Linked DNA regions of Sus scrofa: region 1 is linked to region 2. Evidence: chromatin contacts called from public promoter capture Hi-C data. All regions are on one chromosome and are shown on one strand. Each heading gives the region's core, a stretch centred on a gene start, on an enhancer-like site or on the middle of the called end of the contact. The rest is flanking DNA. Distances are from core to core; before and after follow the strand shown. Region 1 holds the start of PBX3 (pre-B-cell leukemia transcription factor 3). Region 2 holds the start of NR6A1 (nuclear receptor subfamily 6 group A member 1).

Region 1 (3,430 bases), core at 201-2,700, 810 kb before region 2:
AGTTTTTCCTCAAGATCAGGAGGTGGGAAGGAAAGAATGATCAAAGATGGCGGTGCCCAAAAGCAGCAGCTCTCAACTGGAGAGTCGAAGGAGTAGCTCGGACCCCACCTCGGGGGTCTCCAGGCCCACGGCCGGGCGCAGCGTCTTACCTGTTTTCTCTTTGATCTCGCACAAGACGCTGAAGAGCGCGGGTTTCATTCTGTGACAGTTCAGGGCATGTTTCCTAAAAAACAAATAGCAAAACACAAAGGTATTAGCATCACCTATGGAATAATATGGCGCCTTCCTTTAACTTAGACCCAAGATTTCATTCCGGCCCCCTATTTTGGAAGGCTCTTTGGAACCACGGCAAGTCAACAGAACTCAAGTTGACTCAGTTGGCGACAGCCGGCAAGCTCCGGCAGCCAAAGCTCCAGCCCGAACGAAGCGCGACCCATCTGCCCGGCAGGCAGCAGCCTCGGCGACCGCAGGGCGCGAACCCGCGCGGGCAACCGCGATCCGGGGGCAGACGGCGGCGACCCAGGGGACAGGACGGCGTGGAGGGGCTCCTGCGTCCGCCCTCCGCCGGGGGAGCGGGCGCGCACGGGCGGCCGGCCGACTGCGGCCAGCGGGCGGTGACAGCTTGGCAAAGTTTGCCAGGCGGCCCTCCCTTCCCGAGAACTTGGCCGCCTGCGCCCGGACCCGCCGGGGAACCGCCCATCGCCCCGCGGCGGGGCCGGGGCGGCCGCCCGCACAGCGAGGTCGTCCGGCGGCCAGGCGGAGCCGGGCGCCGGGACTCCCGGCCGAGCAGAAAGTTGCACTTCCCTCAAGTGCGGCCCGGGGCCCGCTCGCCGCGGCGTGCACCGGGGTCCGGGCGGGAGGTTTGAATCCGTACGAGGGGGCCGGGCTGCCACAGGGCCGGACGCGGGGGTGAGAGAAACCCACACAATCCACGCGGCACCAAGTCCGTCCCGCGCCCCGAGAGCAACTTTGCCGCCTCCCGCCTGCGTCGAGGGGCGCGGGGCAAGTCCCCCGCGAGGCCCGGGCGGGCGGCCTGTTTTCGGAGAAAGTTCCCCGCCCCGGGGCTGAGGCCCCCGGCCCGGGCGCCACCCGGGGCCGGACTCTGCCGCGGGCCCGGCTCCCGCACACACACAAAAGATGCTTAATGAGACGACACCAACTTTGCTTGCGCCTCGTCCAAGCTCTGGTCGGTGATGGTCATGATCTGGTGGAGGATGTCGCCGATGTCCTGCTTCCTGCCGTCGCCGTCCGCCCCTTCGTGGCCGTGCGGGGGAGGCGGCAGGGCCATGCCCCCCTGCACCGAGTGGCCGGCCAGGTTCACCCCGGCCAGAGTCTGCAGCATCCTGGATTGATCGTCCATCCCGCCGCGCGCGGGCGGGAGCGGGCGGCGGCGGCGGCTGAGGCGAAGGCTGAGGCGGCGGCGGCGGCGGCGGCGGCGGCGACGAGGGAGGAGAAGAAAGAGGGGGAGGGGGAGGGGGAGGCGGCCGCGCGCTCCCCGCCCGCGCGGGGAGGGGGCGGCCCGGCCGGCGGGGCCCGCGGCTGAGGCGGTGCAGACGGGCGCCCGGCTCCGGCTTCCGCCGCCGCGGAGGCTGAGGAGAAGCGCCGGGCGGAAGCGCTGGGCTCCGCGGCGGTGGCGGAGGCGGAGGCAGCGGCGCCCGCTGCCCTCACGCGGCCGCCGCGCCGCCTCCTCGCCGCCGCGCGCCCCGCCGGGTGGCCCCGCGCAACTTGCTCCTCAGCACCGGCCGAGTTGTTGGGACGCCCGCCGCCACCCGCGCCAGCCTGCGCACTCCCCTCCCTCGGCCCCCGCCGCCGCCGCCGCCGCCGCCTCGGCCACCTCGGCCGGGCGGGATCCGAGCCCCGGCGGCCCCGGGGGAGGGAGCGGCGGCGGCAGGCGGCGGCGGCGGAGGAGGAGGCCGGCGGGAGGGCCGAGGGGAGCGAGAGGGGGCGGAGGAGGAAAGTTTGGGAGCGGGCGAGCGGGCAGGCGCGGTGGGGGCGCGGAGCCCGAGGAAGGGCCCCGGCGGGCCGCGCGCCGGGCGGACAGCAGATTGATGGGGCGGGAGAAGTCGCCGCCGCCACTGCCGGAGCCGCGCACCCTGCCAGCAGCCGCCGCGGACCGGGCTCGAAGGCCGTTCGGCTGAGGGATTGACAGGCTGCCAGTGCCACTCACTCACTGCGGCCCCGGCGCCCGGGGGGAGGGGCGGGGGCGTGTGGGAGGGCGGGGGGAGCGCTCCCCAAAGCCCCGCCCCCGGGGGCGGTGCGCGCACTCATTGGGCCTTGCGCCTCCCGCCGCCGCCGCTGGCACCGCCCCCGGACTTCTGCCCGCCCACTCTGGCCTCTGATCCCCAGCGCCCGAGAGCGCGCCACCGGATCTTTACGCCTCGTCTTGTCCTCTATCGCCGGGATGGGCCGCCCCGGCCCGCAAACGGTGTGCCCGCACCCCGGCTCATGTCTCTAGTGCTAGCAGTCCTGAGTGTGTAGAGTTGTATACAGGACACGGGGCAACTCGTTCCAAGGCCAACCATGTGCTTCCCCACAGCGCTGTGAGCTTCACGCCTCGGACAGCGCCTTGTACACTTTCCCGCTCTTCCCGTTTTGAGGTGGTATCCTTGGGGTACCCCACCGCCTGTTTGCAAACCAATCGAATCACTCTCGGAGCCGAGCGGGGCGGGACAGAGTCAAGAAAGGGCTGTCCCTATTGGAGCGTTCGAAAAGTCCTGGGCAGAGGGGGGGGAAACGCAGGGAATGGTGGCCCCGCCCACCCCGCGATCACCATAGTAACCGAGAGGGCACAGCTTGGAGTTGGCGCCCGCCTTTGGGCCTGGTGCCGTCCCTCAAGAGGTGACCAGGTAAGGTGGGAGCCCGTTGTCCCACATGCTTGATACTTGCACTGAGCGGATCTGAGTGACATACCACTTTCTCTTGAAAAAGGAGCACATGAAAATGAATCAGAGGAAAGTGGAACCCGGAGGAGGGGAAGAGCGTGACATCTAAGACCAATTTAAGGTTTACAACCTTTTACACACTGGGCAATTCCTGGTAATCCGGGACTACTTCTTCGGCAGCGGCTTTTGCTTTTCGCTGTCTCCAGATAGATCAAAGCTGAAAAATGAACTCTTTATTACAAAGATATGTTTATTTAAGGATAGGATGGATTCCACGTATCAATCTACCCCACTACTATGAGTCAATGGTGGTGACTCCGACATACATGTGGAATCTTAAAAAAAAGAATAGGGTGAACTTATTTGCAAAACAGAAACAGACCCACAGACTTTGAAAAACTTATGGTTACCAAAGGAGACAGATTGGGAAAAGAGGGGTGGGCTGGGGCTTTGGGATGGAAATGTTCTGAAATTAGGTTGTGATGATGGTTGTATAACTGTCAGTACAATAAAATTCACTGAACTGCAAATAAATAAATAAATTATGA
Region 2 (3,144 bases), core at 133-2,632:
GGTTCGGTCCCTGCCCTTGCTCAGTGGGTTAAGGATCCGGCGTTGCCGTGAGCTGTGGTGTAGGTTGCAGACACGGCTCGGATCCGGCGTTGCTGTGGCTCTGGTGTAGGCTGGTGGCTACAGCTCCGATTCGACCCCTAGCCTGGGAACCTCCATATGCCGTGGGAGCGGCCCAAGAAATAGCTAAAAAGACAAAAAAAAAAAAAATTAAGCAAGTAATGACATAGATGAGCCAATAGATTGGTGGGGTGTCAGGGTGGGGAATGGGTAGCCAGTGAGGAAGCTTCGGCATAACTCCGCAGAGTAGAGGCGGTCAAGGAATCAGCCAGTGTTCCTGTTCTTTGTCTTCAAACAGGCCAGGTAGAGCTCAGACCTTGGAAGGCAGCCACGGTGAGAGATGGGTCCCTGAGGTGGACGCCCCCAGCAAGCCGAGGCTGGTGGCTGCACGCCGCTTGGTGGCTGCGCGCCACCTGGTGGCCACAGGAGGTGGGGTCAGCTAGCCCCATCAGAAACTGCAAAATCTGGGATTTTGCTCTGGGAGACTGAGGCAAAGAGCTACGGCGGGGGAGGCTGGGATCCTCCAACTGGACCCCATCCCTATTCTAATCCCATTTCACAGATAAAAAAACTGAGGAGGAGGGAAAGCGAACTGGGTAAGGAGCCTCTTAAACGGGGGTGGGGGTGGGGTTCAAGACACCAGGAATGGACAGTCTGAGTTTCTTTAACGGCATCAATGGCCTGAAGCTTACTTAGTTTGCCATTCTGTTCTTTGGTCAGGGGTGAAAATGAAAGAGGAGGAAGAGAAACTTTAGTCTTTCCCGCCCACCCGGAGGTAAAAGGCTTTAAAGAGTACCCCGGAAAGCAGAGTTTTATAGATTCAATTTGCATACGAACGCAGTCATCCCGAGTTAAACTCCGGTCCTTTAATCTCGGGTCCAATTTGTCCCAAAGCCGCGGAGGAAGGCCCTCGTGAATACCTCCAAACTCCGCCCCCTCCGAGCCCCGCCTACAGGGCTGGGCTTCATTGCACGTGCTCACCCGGCTCCTTCGCGATCCGCCTCCTAGGAAAGACTCATTGTCAGGGAGGGAGGATACGGAGCATCGCAGGGACGGTTGATCATGGATATGTCATAATAAAGAGCAGACCCTGAAGTAATATTTATTCAGTTTTTTACCAGAAGTTTTCATCAGAGTTCGTGATGGTGACAAGCCTTGGCCTTCCCTTCTCAGGGCCTCCGTTCCCTTCTCCCACCCCTTCAATTGGTGGGGTCCCGCCCGGCCGACCTCGCCCGGTGGACTCCAATTCCCAGGGTGCCCCGCGGGGCATGCGTGGCAGCGGCGCGTGACGTCGGGGGTGGGAGCTGGCCAGTGCTGAGGGGGCGCGGCGCGGAGGGGCGCGGAGCCGGGCGGCTAGGGGCCCAGAGAGCGCCGCGGCCGGGAGCCCTCCGGCCCCTGACAGCCCCCTCCCCCCCGGCGGACGACGACGACGGCGAGGGCGCCGGTCATGGCGGAGCAGCGAACCGAGCGCGGGTCCTGAGCACCACCGCATGGAGCGGGACGAACGGCCGCCTAGCGGAGGGGGAGGCGGCGGGGGCTCGGCGGGGTTCCTGGAGCCGCCCGCCGCGCTCCCTCCGCCGCCGCGCAACGGTGGGTGAGGGGAGTTCAGAGTCCCGGCCCGGCAAGAACCGGCGCCCTGTCCCCTGCCCTGGGGATCCCTCTCCTTTCAGCCGACTCTCACCGTGGGAAGCTGCGGCGACCCCGGGTCCCCCCAGCGCGGACCCTCCCTCTCCTCCTTCCTCCTTCCCCGTTCCTCTCCGTGCTGATCCTCCCCCTGCCCAGTTCCCTCAATCCCGACCCTCGTTTCCCCCTCCCCCCTGTCCCCTCCGCACAAGCCTCCCCTCCCCCCGTCCCTCTGCGCGAATCCTCCCCCTTCCCTTAGGTCCCTTCTGCGCCGACCCCTCTCCCCGTCTCTCGGCCCCCTCACCTCCAGTCCCGTCAGTGGGGGCTTTCCCTCCCCCTCCAGTTCCCTCTGCTCCGAGGCCCTTTCCCCCCCCCCCGCTGGGGGACCCCTCTGTGGGGGCCTCTCCCCCAAAGTGTTCCCTTCGACTCTAAGCTTTTCTCTCCCCACCCGGATCTCCCCCACCGTGTTCCCCCACGCGGGCCCTTCTTCCTCCGCGGAAGCTCCCTCAGCGCCCTGAGGACGCCACACCCTCGTCCCCTTGGTTCTCTCTGCCCCTCACCTTTTCCCGTCTCCCTGCCGTCCCGCGCTTCCCGTGCTGCCCCAGCCTCCACCTCGGCACCGAACCCCCAGTTCGGTAGCTACTGGCTCAGCGTTTCCTTTTCGGACCCCGCGCCCTGCTTCTCTGCGCTCCTTCCCGGCGCTCTCCTGCCCGCCTGCCCCGGCCCTGTTCATCTCTTTCCCCCCGGTGGCTCGGATCTCCGGCCCGATCTGGTGCCCGGGACACCTGCCTCTTCCCTCCTTGCACTCGCCGGTCTCGGCCCGCGCCTGCCCAAGCTCACTTCTCTTCCCTTTCGCGATCCCGGAGCCCAGGCCCGGAGAATCCCTCACCTGGCCCTTCCCTCCCTCCGCTCTCCCCTGCCCCACGTCCCGGCCAAGTCCTCAGGTTCCTCGGGGCTGTGGCTGGGCCCGACTCGCCCTCCCACCCCCGGCTCCCTCCCCCCGCGGGGTGTTTTATTTGTATCTGTTTGATATTTTTCCCCTCAGTGTTTGCCGCGGAATGTTTTTATTGGTAACGTGTAAGGAGCTTTTGTGAGGTCGTAAAAGGTGAACTTTTGAACTTGGAAAGCGCCCTGGAGCAATTAGCGCAGGCGATAGCCCCGGGAGGCCTGCATTACAAAGGGTGCTCGTACCGGCCGGCAAACGCTTCGGCGGCAAACCCGATTTATTTATTTATTTGCCCTGCCTTCCACCTTTCACATCTCCTCATTTCCGAATAAAGGGCAGGCTCTCAGAGATCCGTGCCTCCTCCCCTCTCTGCGCCATAAACGCGCAATTCTCTGAAAGATCTAGGACCGAACAGTGTCTAACAAGTAACAGATTTCAAATTGAATGCAAACACCCGGGACAGTTAGGAGGCACTAAAAATTAATTGCTTCAGCAAGAAGTTTCTCAGTCAGGACAGT

Evidence for each region. Promoter capture Hi-C pulls out the DNA fragments that hold promoters and counts their contacts.
Region 1: a promoter capture Hi-C map of fetal liver shows a contact between it and region 2, with 4 times the contacts expected there. The contact joins the promoter of PBX3 here to the promoter of NR6A1 in region 2. A contact is called at or near these places in 1 of 5 promoter capture datasets (fetal liver) and 1 of 47 Hi-C or Micro-C datasets (liver).

Annotation. Positions count from the first base shown.
Region 1 is chr1:266,381,331-266,384,760 of Sscrofa11.1, reverse strand. PBX3 (pre-B-cell leukemia transcription factor 3) reads right to left here and starts at 1,450. Exons shown (of 9, transcript XM_021068936.1): 1 at 1,161-1,450; 2 at 150-223. The coding sequence starts at 1,360.
Region 2 is chr1:265,569,125-265,572,268 of Sscrofa11.1, reverse strand. NR6A1 (nuclear receptor subfamily 6 group A member 1) reads left to right here and starts at 1,382. Exons shown (of 10, transcript NM_001097499.1): 1 at 1,382-1,647. The coding sequence starts at 1,548.